Linked DNA regions of Gossypium hirsutum: region 2 is linked to region 1. Evidence: chromatin contacts called from public Hi-C data. All regions are on one chromosome and are shown on one strand. Each heading gives the region's core, a stretch centred on a gene start, on an enhancer-like site or on the middle of the called end of the contact. The rest is flanking DNA. Distances are from core to core; before and after follow the strand shown.

Region 1 (7,524 bases), core at 2,788-5,287:
ATAAATATTACCATTTTTATATTTTTTAATTCTTAAATATATTTTTATATTTTTATTAAAATTTATATTTTTTTATAACTTTTATTAATTTTCATTTTTTATATGTTTTTACCACATGTAACGTCGTGGTTGTAACATAGTGTGGCTTTAATTGAAAAATAATTAAGCAACCAAAAAGGCCTTTATGATACATTTTGACCGTTCAATAACTTAATTGAGTGTAAAAAAGAATTAATTACTTTTTTTTTTAAATTGAAGGATTTTTTTTATGTATTTTAAAAGTTTAAGTATCTAATTCAATGAAAAAAAAATGTAAAAGCTTATTTGTTTGTTTTGAAAAAAGTTAAAAGGATTTTTTACACCCTTGAATAAAAAATAAAAATATCTGGATTAACCTAATTCAACCAATCCATCCAATCCATCCAATCCAATCAACAACTATAACTGTAATCAGGGCTTCGGTGCAAGTAACAATAAAAACTTCAAACTTCATTTAAATATCTTTTCTACTATTCGTAATATCTTGTATTGTACTCCTAACTTTTAATTTACAATTAAATAAATTAAAAAATATATTTTTCTCATATCTAAACAAATTTATTAACATAAAAGAAGATTTTTATATCATGAAATAAGAATTCATATAGATACAAAAAAAAAGAGAGGATAAAAGCATATTTAGAAAGGGTATAGAGGTTTATTGAAATAAAATGGTAAATCATATGTGAATTGATACAAGCCAAAATACCTGAACTCGACGAGCCATCTGATAGGATTGGATTTTTTTTCTAAATGAGTTCCTGGATGAGCTTAAATTTCAATGAGTTGAGTCCAATCGGTATCAAATTTACACAAAAAACAAAAAAAAAACTCTGCTCCAATATACTTGCCAAAATACCCTTTATATATAATACTAGTTCAAAACATATGATAAAAAATTTATATTAATATTTGCTCTTACATAATTAAACCTAGAAAAAAATTAATAATATCATTAAAAAATAATAAAATGAATAAAAAAATATTATTCTATTTAGATAAAAAACAGTCGGATTAGATTCGGGTCAAATATACTAATATTTAATTTTGAATCGGGTTGGGATGATACATCGGGTCAGAGTTGGGGTTGGACGGGCAAAAAAACGACCTGTTGCCATCTCTATATGTGGAATTGTCAATCCATGCGTGAGAAGAATGAAAGTTAAAACTCGTAACACGTTTTCCCAATGCTCATTCAAATATACAACCAAGCACTTGAAACCTCAGAAGCCAATTTCTTTTATCTTCAGTCTCTACCCCCATTAAGGAAAAACAGAACAGCAAAACATAAGAAATACAAACAGTTGAAACAGATAACCTGATGAACTATAAGATATGGTTGAGGCAATAACTTAATGGTTATGACCTATACTGCACCGACTTAACTTTTTTTTTCTTAATTACCCGTGTTCTACAATTGTGTCTATCACAAGTGTGCCGATATGACCATACCTAAGACAAAAACCTTAGAAAAAAGCTGATCACATCTGTATTTGATATCTAACAATCACACCTGAGTTTTGAGTAACATAGGTTGTGACCTAACGTAACTGCACCTTCCTAAAAGTAGTAGGTTTAGAGGAATTTCATTTCCTCGCGGCAAAAAGAAATAAGATAAATCATATAGGATGTTGAGACAAGATTAAAGACGCTGGAAGCAAAAGGAAAACAGTTAGGGCATCTATATACCTAGAGCTGTCAAGCATAAAGACAATCAAAAGGGAATGAGGCAATTACAGGAGTATACGACAAAGTAAGTATTCTTGATATACTTAGCGAGATGAAGGCACAGCACGCCAATTGTCGGCAAGAAGGAGCGCACGTTCACGAGAAGTTGCTGAGAGTTGCTGAAGGATGACATTTTTTACATGAGTTGCAGCTGTTTCACCAGAACGTGTGGCAAGTTCAAGGTACACTACAGCTTTCATCATTTCCCCTTCCTGTCCAAATATTATCATCAAAATCAGCATTAGCTTAGATTGCATAACAACAGATATCATTGGACTATGAGTCATATCCCCACATTCATGTGTCAGACAGGAATACTTCAAGAGAAATGATCAGATGGCCAGATTTGAAAAATTAATATTCACCATGGAGCAAGCTTGCATGCATTTGTCTTCTCTTAACCAACTACAAAATCCCATTGTTTTTATTCATGCATATTTCTCCATTTTACTTCAACATGTTTGGAGCATAAATTCATAGTTATTTGCTATTACTTAGACTTGAATGTACAACATTATTAGCGAGCATTGATGCCTAAGAGAAGAGAAATAATGACCAGACAGAAAAACAGACTCAGATCACGAGGCAAGCTTCCATACATTTATCTTTCTCTTAACAAACTACAGGACACCCCATTGTTTTCATGCATTCATATTTCCGCATTCTATCTCAACGAGTCTTGAGCAGAAATTCGTAGTTGTTGCCATATTACTTGGACTCAAGTGTGAGTGTTAGATATAAGTATGTATTCAACATGGATATATTAAATTTCTTTTTCTAAGTTTCCACGCATTTGGAGGTCATAACCATATACTGTTTGATATAGGTATTTCAAGGAAAATGAGTCCTTTAAAAGTCATTTTTTTCTAGAGAATCCTAGGTGCATCAGAACATGATTCTATTATTGTTTATATACTTGGAAACAAAGAATTAAGAATGTGACGTACAGAAAATAGAGCAAGTCCATGTTCAAATTGAGCTTTGCTATGACCACGATCAGCTGCCCTTCTCATCCATTTCCTTGCTTGTCGACGACTTTGTGACAAACCTACCCCAGATGAATAACAAAGCGAAGCATTGTACATTGCACGAACATATCCACCTTCAGCAGCTTTTAGATACCATTTTGCCTGATAATCAATAAGCAACAGAGCAAATCTTAATCACCCAAAAATTTGGGTCTAAAACCCTCATCATCTGGTAACCACATTGGGCCTCAAGGTCAGACCAGAACAGGAAAAGTTCTCCTGACACCTATTTTCTCCATTCATAATACTCGAAATGGAGATGCTTATAAGGGCACCGAGCTCCTTACTACTTGGCCAGTAATCACCTAAATCTTCTTAAACAGAAAGGTTCACTTAATGAATAAAATTAAAATGGGTATGCAAAGAAGTTCATACTGCTTCGTAAAGATTTCGATGAACTCCAAGACCTTGATGCAAGCAAAGCGCCAACTGGTACTGAGCTCGTGTATAGCCCCCTATTGAAGCTTGATGCAACCATTTTACAGCTTCCTTGTGATTTTGAGGTTGAGCTGAAAAGGTTAATTTTTCTAAGATCATATGAAACTGAATAAGGAGCTAAGATTTGCGGGAAAATGTTCAGTAATTTTGGCGAAAAATACCGTGCAAGTATGAAATTCCGAGATTACACTGGCCGGCAGGGTCGCCAAGGGCGGCGGCTTTCTGGTAAAGAGCAATTGCTTCTTCTTTTAGACCCCTTTCCCAGTAGATAAGCCCCGCATCGACCATAGCAAGCGTAGATCCACGCGCAGCGCCTTTCAAGAAAGAGTCAAGAGCTTTATCCAAATTACGCCGAACACCGCCACGGCCGTGCTTGAATCGCTTCCCGTAACGCAGCATCATCATCGCTTCCCTCAACGGACGGAGCGCGTCCCTCCATGACCGGCAAACCAGCGAAGCCGCTAGAAGGTTCGGGAAATTAAACGACGCCGCGATTTTCGTCAAGATGTCGAAAGGGAGAGCCGAGAAATCAGGGCCGTCGGTCGGCGATAATGACGGTTTTGAACCGATTTTGGAACGCCTCAATAATATGATATTTTCTTCATTGTCGTTGGGTTTCGACAAGGGAAAAGCAGTGAAGCGGACGCCGTCGGATCGATCCGGCCATGTTTTTTGCTTCATGTCGCGGCCGTCGATTTGTAGGTGCCAATCTCACACTGAAAGCGTCATTTGCCACATTTATTTATTTGTTGGTTACTTAAATCATAAATGAAAAAATGGGTAGCTAATGCTTATGGAACAGCTCGAGACGTGGCACTTCTTAACCGACGTTTAGATATTTCGGTTACAACTCCTCATATATGGGCTTTCCATTTTCTTAACGCCCATGTCGTAGTTAAATTTTAAGAACATGCCAGTTTTAGAAAATGATTAGAGTTTTGATTTTCTTTTAGGGTATCGTAAAAAAAAAGTTTATTTCTGAAATTATTTACGAAAATATTCCGCTCTAAAAAATAATAATAAGTATTGACCAAAAACACTAAAACGCATTGACGTGGATGCGTTTTTAAGGGATAGTGTAGAAAAACGTACTGATAAAGACGCGTTTTTCCTCATGTCAAGCAAAAGTACGCTGACATGGACGCGTTTTAATAAAACGCACTTACAAGGATGCACTTTTCCTCGAGTTTTATCCCAATGGTCAAGAAAAAAATTATAAAATCCCTACCTATTTTCTTCACACCAAATTTCTTTTAAATTATAATTCTTCCAGATTTCTCTCTAAGTTTCTCAAAAAAGCTCTTAAAGCTCTCTAAATTTTTAATTTTTTTTTCTGAATTAGTATTATTTTTTATAATTTCTAAGAAATTTGATTGTGTTAGCATTGCCCGACAATTAATTTGTCTCGATGATAAACAGATCTCTGTCGGCCAAATGAAAATGGTAAGGGTTAATTTCATTTTTCTAATATTATTTAATATTTTTATTTTAGTTTTTAATTTAATTAATATTTTTTTCTAGTTTTTTATAACAGTTGGTAGATTGAGTGTTACAATGTTTTATTCGTAATATACCTAGTCTTCCATAATCGTTGATTGAAAATTGTTTGAGGGAAGTAGATTTTTGGCATGTGGCCAATATTGGCTAGGGTTGCAAGTTGGACCCGAAACTCATCAGCGCATTTGTGGAGAGGTGGAGACCCGAGATGCATACATTCTATTTTCCACGTGGAAAGTGTACCATCACTTTGGAGGACGTGCAATTACAGTTGGGGTTACCAGTGGATAGGTCCGTACTCATCTGGTCTGCTCAATCTGCTGAGGAGCCGTATGTTACGATTTTTTAGGTGCGATTTCAGATATTATTTACGGAGGTCGAATCGATATGGGCTGGTTACGAGAGACACTCTTAGTGCTGGGAGATGATTCCATTGAAGTACAGAGAGTACGATACGCTCGGGTGTACTCCTTCAGATCCTTGGAGGTTATCTGATGCCAGACAAGCCACGAAACCTCGTACATCTAAGGTGGCTGCTGAAAGTCATCAATTTTAGAGCAACTGGTGAACTTAGTTAGGGGTCTGCCGTATTTTCGACATTGTACCGGGAGATGTGTCAGGCGATGCAACTAAATAAAATCAAAATCGGAGGTTGCCTTTCACTACTACAATCTTAGGCTCGATTTCGCTTTCTATTTTTACGTCCTCGAGTGAACCACCCGTATACATTCCCACTCTTAACAAGGTAAAATCTATATTAGATTTTAAAATTATTAAATAGATTTAAAATAAAATTTTATGCTAAAATTTTATTTAAATAGGTGGAATAATTTGCCGAGTTACGAGGGAATACCTACCGCTCTTGAAGATATACGACTTCTATTAGACCAATGGTCAGAAGCGTATATTAGTATTTATTTCATTTTGAACTATATATACATAACATAGTCAATTTCTTATTTAGTATTTAGTATTATGCATATAACTAATATTTTTATCACGTTCATTTAGTTTCAATGGACACTATACGAGGATTTAGTAATTCGGGCAGTAATTCCAGATGAATTCCTATAGAATTCAAACATTTGGCATGTTAGGGTCCCATTGGTCAACTACGCTACCGTCGAGATGCACCAGACGAATAGAGTGTTGCGACAATTTGGATTTCGACAACCGATTCCCGTAAAACCTAAGGTGCTTGATGATGAGCACAAAATCGACTTACGGTGACTGAATACACATTGACCGGTGTTCCACTCGAAATATATTGAAATGTGGAAAAATCGGTATGATAATATACCTACTCACAAATCGATTATCATTCCGGAGTTAGCTTGCAATCCAAATTACATGCCATGGTTTAGGATCCATGGCAAACCATATTTGCTCTCGAAAAAGGAGAGGCGTTGACAAACTCGTGTTAAAAGGGAATAACAAAGCATTTTAAATCCAAGGACAGGGGATGGCGAGGCGGGCCCATCAACAACGCCCACACAATCACCAGCCCCAACGGGGAAAGCGGTGATGCCCATACCACTGCTCCTTCAGATTATACAATGTGCGTATCTTAACCTTTATGCGTATCCTAACCCTTATATATATATCCTTTTTTGACTCCTATGCAGGGTTGGAATTTATGGCCCAGTGTATCTCATTTCCCAATAACTTTGAGTCAACTGACGATAAATAGGCAATTGTCGCAGGAGGGACTATACGAGGCACCGTTAGGGAGCTCAACTCATTTGAATCCCTATCGCCTTATGGGATTCAAGCCGGTTATGCTCATTCATAGTGGGTGATGCAAACACCTTCACAATCTTTGTTATATCAAGGTGGGTCATCTTCCCAACATTCACAACTAGAAGCTGATCTCGAACAACTATAACCCTAGTCGAAAGCTGAACCAAGAAGGAATCCAGCGTGTAACCGTCGACCACCCCATGTGGCACTGATTCCAACTGGCACATGCTTTGATTTATTTTCATATTGTTTCATTTAATAAATTATATGTTCTTTTGAATATTTTTGTATAAATTATTTTTATATTGTTTCATTTAATAAATTAAAAGTTATTTCGATGTGGACATGTTGGCATTATATGACCCGGGTTCCTACACCACCCGCATAACTTTTGTTGATTCGTTCTTTCTTGGATATCTATATTATCAGGAATTCTAGTCGAGCATAGTCAACCTTTTGGTTTGTGACGCAATTCTCTATCCGGTAATAACTTAAATGAAGCAAGCGATACAAACGGCCACTTACATTTATCTGAGACTAGTGAGAATACGTGTCTCTATACGCTGTACAGGTATTCTAATTTGTACACTTTGTCAACATAGCTTATGGGATCCAAACTGAGATTCTGGCAAGCTGCAATTACATGAGCGCATGGATAACAAAGTGCGTCAAACCTCCTACAGTTGTAAGTTTTATTTCTGAGGTGTACATGATATTGTCCCCCGGGAATACCTTAGTTCGGTCTGTCGAACTCTGTCACATGAAACCATAGGTTGTGACGATCGTGACACACTACATGTATGGAGTTGGCCTGCGTCTTGGCTGTATTAATTTATTGCATTACCTTTCAGTACCATACATGGCCTCTCTGCATTTTGTCTTTATAACTCGCTGCTCGCTTTGGGAATAGTGCCTCCAAACGGAAGTATGTCTCCCGTACAATTGAGATTATTGACAAATGATGCATTCCTTTTAAAACAGAATTGATGTATTCAGCCAGGTTTGAGGTTATTTGACCATATCGTAGGCGGCTATCATATGATTGTGTCCAGTG
Region 2 (7,524 bases), core at 1,534-4,033, 450 kb after region 1:
GAATTAGAATGTATTGAAACATGTTGAACCCAAGTTTAGGCAATCGGTTGGTTCCAATCCAAATTTAATTTAAATAACAACAAAAATTAAAATTAATTTTATATATATATAAATCTTCTCTATATTATTCCCCGAGTCCCAAACATGAAGAATTTAAAAAATAATATAAAATATCTTTTTATTAATATATGAAAAGGTGGGACCAAGCTTAATTCGAGCTTGGGCTAGGAACATTTTATTTGAACCAGGCTCCAACCCAATCTGGTTCTGTTCATTGACAGGCTTAGGTGTGACATTTGGAGGATTAAGATATCTTCATAACGAAATCTTGATATGCGTAAAGAGTATTTTCTAAAAGAGAAAGTTAAAATGGAAAAAAACATGCCTGCCAACCAGCTTCAATGGTGTTGAGATCGTGGGCAAAAGAACCAGAGATGACCCAGAGTTGGGATAAGCTGAATTCATAGGGATTGGAGACTTGGGGTGCCCACACATTTATGCTGCCTTTGGCTCCGTAATATTCTCCTCCGCTCACATATCCAACAGCATGCTGTAACCACCTTTATTATTACCATCATCTTATTTCGGATTTCCAAATAAGCATAAAATATAATTTTTAAAAATTATGTTAAAATATTAATGTTTAAATATGTGGGGATATAAGGTTTTTAAAGTAAACCTAGGATGTTAAAGAAGGAAAAAATTAACAAAAATTAGTTTTTATAATTCCATTCATTACATCACAGAGGAAGAGAATTATATCGATTTCATCATATTTTTTTCAATCTAGAAAAGAGTTTTGCTAGTTTAAATTATCCTATTCTAGGCAGGAATCCCTTAACTCTTACCAACTATACTCCTTACAATGTGATTATTATATATAAAGGCACCCTTTGTGTAACGTAATCAAGATAGGAGCATAAAACATCCTGAAAATTAGGTATTGCCGTCTTTTGTAAAAATCTTGTATTATAAGAGTTTTTATAAATAGATTATGCAAAATCCCGAAATAATTTTTAAGTTGAGCGAGAATGATGACTTTGAATTGAGATTTATTTTTTGTCCCATAATCTTCTACTACTAGGATATATTTCATATTTGTGTTTTTATTTATACAAATGTTTTAAAAAAAAAAGAAGTTTATATGCTTTAAAGCAAGAAAAATGAGATATATATATATATAAAGCTGACATATCATTTATAAGTATATAAATATAATATTTCTTTATACGGTATCAATAAATTAATATAAAATTTTAAAAAGAATAAAATTTATATTTAGTACTCTGTGAGTTAATTATATGATGCAAGCACTCATCTAAATTTATTTTAAAGGATTTTTACTAAAAATCTGTCAGCCTACCCCAAAGAAATGTATGTACAAAATACAAGGTTGTCAATGTTGGCATAAGAGACTGAAGTCTCTGGTAATAAAAATAAATAAGTAGGGTCGTTTTACAATCCACTTTTGACTACTTCCTTGATATTGGTTCCTTCCGATTTTTAACGCTATTCCAATTGCTTTTTCAATTTTTTCACCCACTTTTGTGCGTCAAAAAGTTTATATTTTTCTAACAAAATAAAAAACAGTAACTTATGAATAATTATTTTTTTTAAGAAAAAATGGAAACGTTGCTTAGATAAAATTTGATATTTTTTAGGCATGGCAGTTTTTGTTAAAAGTGTAATTTTGAAGACACCTACCTCATGGCCGTTGCTGGTTGAATCTCTTCTAACACGTCGTCTTGGTTTCCTTCCAAATCTTCTTACAGAACTAGCCCTTAACATGTCTTGTTCCGTCGTTCTCCTGATGGGAATTGTTCCTTCCGGACATGTTTCACCTGACATTCTCCATAGCTGAACATGTTCTTCTTCTTCTTCTTCTACTTCCGCCGTCATCATCACCCCATCTCTTTCATAAATCCTAGGTCTCTCCGGTGGATCCTGCACATATTTCAACAATAGAAAAAAAAAACTGTTCAATTAGTATTTGTGGACCAATGGATGTTTTCCCTTTAATTGCAATAAATAACGACGATAAACACTGTAACATAACCATGTACTGTTAATATCGTGCAACTAAAATATTATTTAATTACCAATGGTCGTTGTCCTTTGAGTTGAGGAAGATCGAAGGCAGGCTGATGATGCGACAAAACACAATCTATAGTGTCACCATCAGGACACTGCAACACCAAAACCATAAACAAAAACATGTTGGAGATCTTGGAAACCAATGTCTGATAAAAGATAAAAAGAAAATTACTCAAGGCAAAAACTAGATTAAATTGCCTGAATTGTCTTTACTGCTGGCTTATTGATCTTGTTGAGACGTTGTCTTATGAATTTCAACTTTTGTAGCTCTTTATCCGGTCGGAAAGTTCGATTTCTCGCATGGAGATTATGGGGTTCCGATGAGTAAACGGGAGAAATTGAAGAAGAACAAACAAGAAGAAAAATTACAAAAGCATGAATGATTGGTGAGGTTTTACGAAAGTAAGAAGCCATGTTTAAACATGGGTTGAGTCTTCTTATTCTGTGATCGAAATGGGGGCATCTGATCCGACATAAGATCAACATTGTAAGAAAAGCTTTCTCGATTGCTTCTATCCTTCACACCATTTTTCGAAGCTCTCGAAAACATCCAAGAATGGCAGAAAATAATAAATAAAACAATACCCTATTCTTGTTATTCTCTTACAGATATTCTAATGTCTTGGTGTTGATGTCCCGACAGCTTGGCTTATTAAAAAAGAAAGCAGAGAAATGGGGTTTTCTCAAAGCTCTGCTTATGTGGGTGTGGTGATATAAATAGTGAGGGTGAGTTTAGCAAAGCTGGCAGAAAATCGAGAAAATAAAGTTTAGAAATGTATGTTTTAATGAAGAATAATAAAGTCACTTTGTGTGAAACAACAATTTTAAACGTCAAAGATTCCATTTTCTTATTTTGCTTTTGAAATTATGATTTCAACTACAAAAGTTGTTTTCATCGCGGTGCTTATTAATCTTTTTATTTTTTATTTTTTGATATTTTGGTTACGCAATAGTAACAAGCAATCATAACTATACAAATAAATCAAAAATTAAATTATTTTAATATAAATTAAAAAATAATCTAAATATTGTTATATGATTACACGAGTTATCTAAAACTTTAGTTATTATTATTTCCCTATTTGTGTTAAATTTATAGGAAAATATGGGTAATGGTCTGTGTTATTCTTTTACTGTAGTTTGTATGCATCGGAATAAATGTGAAATACAGTTGATCCTGGGTTTCCAAAGTTACTTTCTCACTTCCCAATATGTTCTTTGTGTCAGCTATATACTTTGTAACCATCAAGCTAAAAGCCTGCCCACTTTGAATTTCCTTTCACTATTTAGAGTTTAGCAAAACTTGGGAGTTATGGGGGACTAGATTTGTTAATTTGTATATTTGTTTTACATTTGTGTATGCTTTGTATTATAATTGCGATTAAAATATTTTGTATTTTGATCGTACAATCGTATCTTGTTGGGGGGTAGGAGTGAGCACATTTCCTGTCTGGTGGCGCATGCAGACACATCCATGCAAGTGCATTATTGCAGTCTCCATCAATTACATTTCATTACAGTTCTCCACTCACTCATGCATGTCTTTGTAGTGCTTATATTTTGGGGCTCAACTTTGATTTCTTTTGTTTATTGTGCTAATTGGTGGCCATGGGGTTGGTGTATTTTTCTCCTAGGTTGTCTTGTAACTTGGGTTGGACTTGTTTTAGGTCGATTTGAGTAGCTTGAATCAGCAAGAGGTATATTATAGACAAACTCACATCTATTACAAGATTTTATATTAACTTTTCATATAAATATTTTATTCATTTATTATTGGCTAAATGTTCAAAATAGGACTCAACCTTTTGCATTGTTCACGCGAAAGCTTTTTATTTACTTCAATTTAATTTGTAAAAAATCATGTAAATATTGACGTGTTTAAAATAAAATAAAATACTTAAATCATATATATAACTTGAAAAGAATATAATTTGAAACTTAATATACGATGTTTAAAAAACTTTTATTTCAACACTTTCGCGAAAAAATTTAACCCATATTTAATCATTTTGAAATAGTTTAATCTTTAACTGGTCTAATTTGAGCATTTACGATTACCCTTAATCATCCAAAGGGTTTTTTTTTTCTGCATATTCCAAATCTTCCATGTATCAATTTGTTTCGTAAAAAGCTCAACTTTGGTGTTTTGTGGGGTTTGAAAGAAGGCAGTGATAGTGATGGTGTCTCCAAATCTAAGCCACAGCGATGAAAGGGAGTTTGGTCAAATGGAACCCAGCTTTTAGGTTGGACCCGTCTGCCTACATGCACTTATCATCATCATTATTCAACATGATGTTTTCGATGGACCTACAAAACCACCGATTAAAGGGGCAATTTCAGATCAATATGAAAGGTACCATCTACTCCTTTAACATAATTATGTAAAATCGACGATTCAATTTAAAAACCTTAAAAGTTAATAAGTAATTTTCAAAAGATAATATTAAATATAATAAATAAGTAGATAATTATTTATTAATTTTATTTTAAAATAAAATTATTATGTTTAACTTTTATCTAAAACTATAAAAAATATTAATAAAATTAAAACAAAAAAATAAGTTAATTTATATTTACTTTTATCAAATAATATAATTTATTTCATAGCTTAATATTTATTAATATTTCAAACAACTTTCTAATACAATTTTGCACTTGCAAAATTTAATAATAAAAATACAACACTGATAACTTGTTTGGTTACTCAAGTAATAAAATGAAACAAAAACTTATTTATTACAAATATATTATAATAGTTGATATAAAATAAAGAATAGTTAGTGTAAAGAATAAAAATTGGTGTAAAAAATAAGACATCTTTAAAATAAATAATAATTATTTCTTTCTCTTTTCCTAAAAATAAATTATGTGAATGACTAAAAATTATAATTGAAATTAATTTATTATTAACTAATATACTAAAACGTGATGAAGGAAATAATATTAATTTTTCAAAATTTCAAATTATTGATTAATATTTTTTATATATATTTACTAAATTGAATATTTCCGGAAATGAAAAATAAATGAGAAATGAGAATAATTGAAAAAGTGGAAGAACAGTAAAGCTAAATACCAATTAAGACTCCCACATGAAAAGAAGAGAATTGAATCATGAGGAAGAGATGTTTAAAGCTTGTAAATTCATCAACTCCAAAACACTGTATCTAGATTCACCACTTTCTTTATTTCTATTCTTGTATGTTTTATATATTTTTTAATATTTTAACATTTTTATCATATTTGGATTTTTCATTGGGCTATATGGTCCGTTCGATCACTTGATTCTGTGGACATCTAAATGTGTGTAATCATATTTTATAAATATATACATAAAAAGCAGGTATTGAAGGGGGGTAGAACAGGTGGGCTTTTAAAGCATGGAACCTTGATGTTGAGCAATGATTTTGTCGGAGAAAGCATGGGTTACATTAAGTATTAGCTTAGCTAAATCAAAGGTAGAAATAAAATAAATAAATAAATAACCCAAAAAGGGTTTACAAATTGACATTCTCTTTGAAACATGTCGCTGACCAAACATCCCCCATCTTGTCCAAAACATGTTAATTTTGCCTCAACTCTTATCATGACTTCCAAAGGGTTTCATTTCTTTAGTTATGATACGAGCCCCGCCTTAAGATCGGCGCCAAGCGAGGGACAAGCTGCGATCGGACTAGAAATCAGGATTCAATTTATATATGGTATTAATATTATAATAATTTAATTTAGTTTAAATAATTTAGTTCAAAATTATTTTTTATTTCATGTTATCTACGGATTAATTTGTATTTATAAATTTTAATATTTTACATTTGTTTATTAAAATTTGTACTTAACTACTATTATAACTGAGAAAACAAAAAAGAAATTAATTTTTACAATTATTATAGTTTGTATTATGACAAAAATGATTAAGAACATAAAAATTGAATGTTTAAACTAAAAAATAATATAAATGTCTAAATGTAAAAATAAATGTGTTGACAAATTTTTTAAAAAAATTTAAACATGGGAAAAAATTTTGTACACCAACTTCATAAGCAGTGTCATGGGATTGACAAGTGTTTTATAGGAAATATAGTAAAACATTAAAAAATATACATGTCGATGTTTTAAGACTACTTGTAAAATAAATAAATAAACTACTAATATACCAAATACTCACCCAATAAAGATATTGTAATACCGATAATTATGGATTAACATTGAAATAGATGGATTACATTGTTTCTATGTAAGTGTAAAATATAAAATTGTGTTTATAGAAATGATTGAAATAGTTAGATTATAGTGTTTATTTTTTAAAAAAATATAAAATTTTGTTTATATAATTTTTAGGATTGAAATAGGTGTTTTCATTTAATTGTAAATTGTAAATTTAGTGTTTGTAGTTATATTCATATAAATTATGAAAAACAATTAAAAATGTTTTAAAATAAAATTGTGAATTTTGAATCATTGAAAATATTTTATTTATAAGGACTATAAGGGTAAATTTAAAATACAAAACACAGTAGAAGCAAATAAAAAAAAATGGAGGTTTTTATAATGCAATTTTCCCATATGATAAACCTATAAATTATCCATATGAATCTTGAACATAATATTTTACATAGATTAGGGAATTCATGATACAAAATAGCTTGTGAATGATGGTAGCATGGGCGAATCTATTCAAGAATTACACATGCTAACTATATTAATCACATAACAAGTTGGGAAACAATTAAATGAGGATTATTGGATTCAACGAAAGAAAATAGGAGTAGATTCCGCTCCAACAAAACCCTTGCCGAATTTTGCATTATTACTAGATTGAGTCTTTGTTCCAAATTTGCAACAACTTTAATTATCTTATATTATTTTCAATTAAATTTTTTGATGGGCTTTTGTTTACTAAGTTAGACTTGTATTCCTTCTAGTCTTAAATCATGTAGCTAGCCACCTTTTGTAAAACAATCTTGAATATTGAATGAAATATTTTTGAGAATTTTTTTCATCTTTGTTGGTTCCTACTTAATATTCCGTTGAATTAATATTATTCATTCTTACTTCTCTATAAGCAAAGGGTCATTGATCCTCGTTATTGGAAACCTCCTATTGGACAACCTTGGATTTTATTCCAATCATTATTAAGGTTTCCAATCATTTGCTATTCAGAGTTTTGGTTTTGTTTCAAATCAAGTTAATTTGTTCATTTTAGTTCTCGTGTTTTTTTTTTTGTCACTTGTATTTCTGTCCTTTAAATTACTAGTCTTCCTTGTTTGGTTTTTTCATTGAGTTTATTGTGTTCTTGTTGATTTTCAATGTTTGTTTTTAAAAGATAGTCGAATAAAAAAAAAGAAAAAAATCATGAAAAAAGTGAAAAATCCAAAAATGATTTTTTTTTTCAAAAAAAAAAGGTTAAAAATCATTTTGAAAAGCAATGTG

The links. A called contact is a pair of places that touch in the nucleus more often than the background predicts.
Region 2: a contact with region 1 is called in a Hi-C map of leaf, with 3 times the contacts expected there. The contact joins the promoter of LOC121229168 here to the promoter of LOC107959921 in region 1. A contact is called at or near these places in 2 of 34 Hi-C or Micro-C datasets (leaf and petal).

Annotation. Positions count from the first base shown.
Region 1 is chrA05:52,800,092-52,807,615 of Gossypium_hirsutum_v2.1, forward strand. LOC107959921 (F-box protein At1g70590) reads right to left here and starts at 4,038. Exons shown (of 5, transcript XM_016896096.2): 1 at 3,395-4,038; 2 at 3,171-3,304; 3 at 2,715-2,897; 4 at 1,777-1,979; 5 at 887-1,292. The coding sequence starts at 3,914. The coding sequence ends at 1,812.
Region 2 is chrA05:53,250,465-53,257,988 of Gossypium_hirsutum_v2.1, forward strand. It overlaps LOC121229168, which reads right to left and starts at 2,784. Exons shown (of 7, transcript XM_041112601.1): 1 at 2,293-2,784; 2 at 2,100-2,186; 3 at 1,705-1,944; 4 at 386-550. The coding sequence starts at 2,580.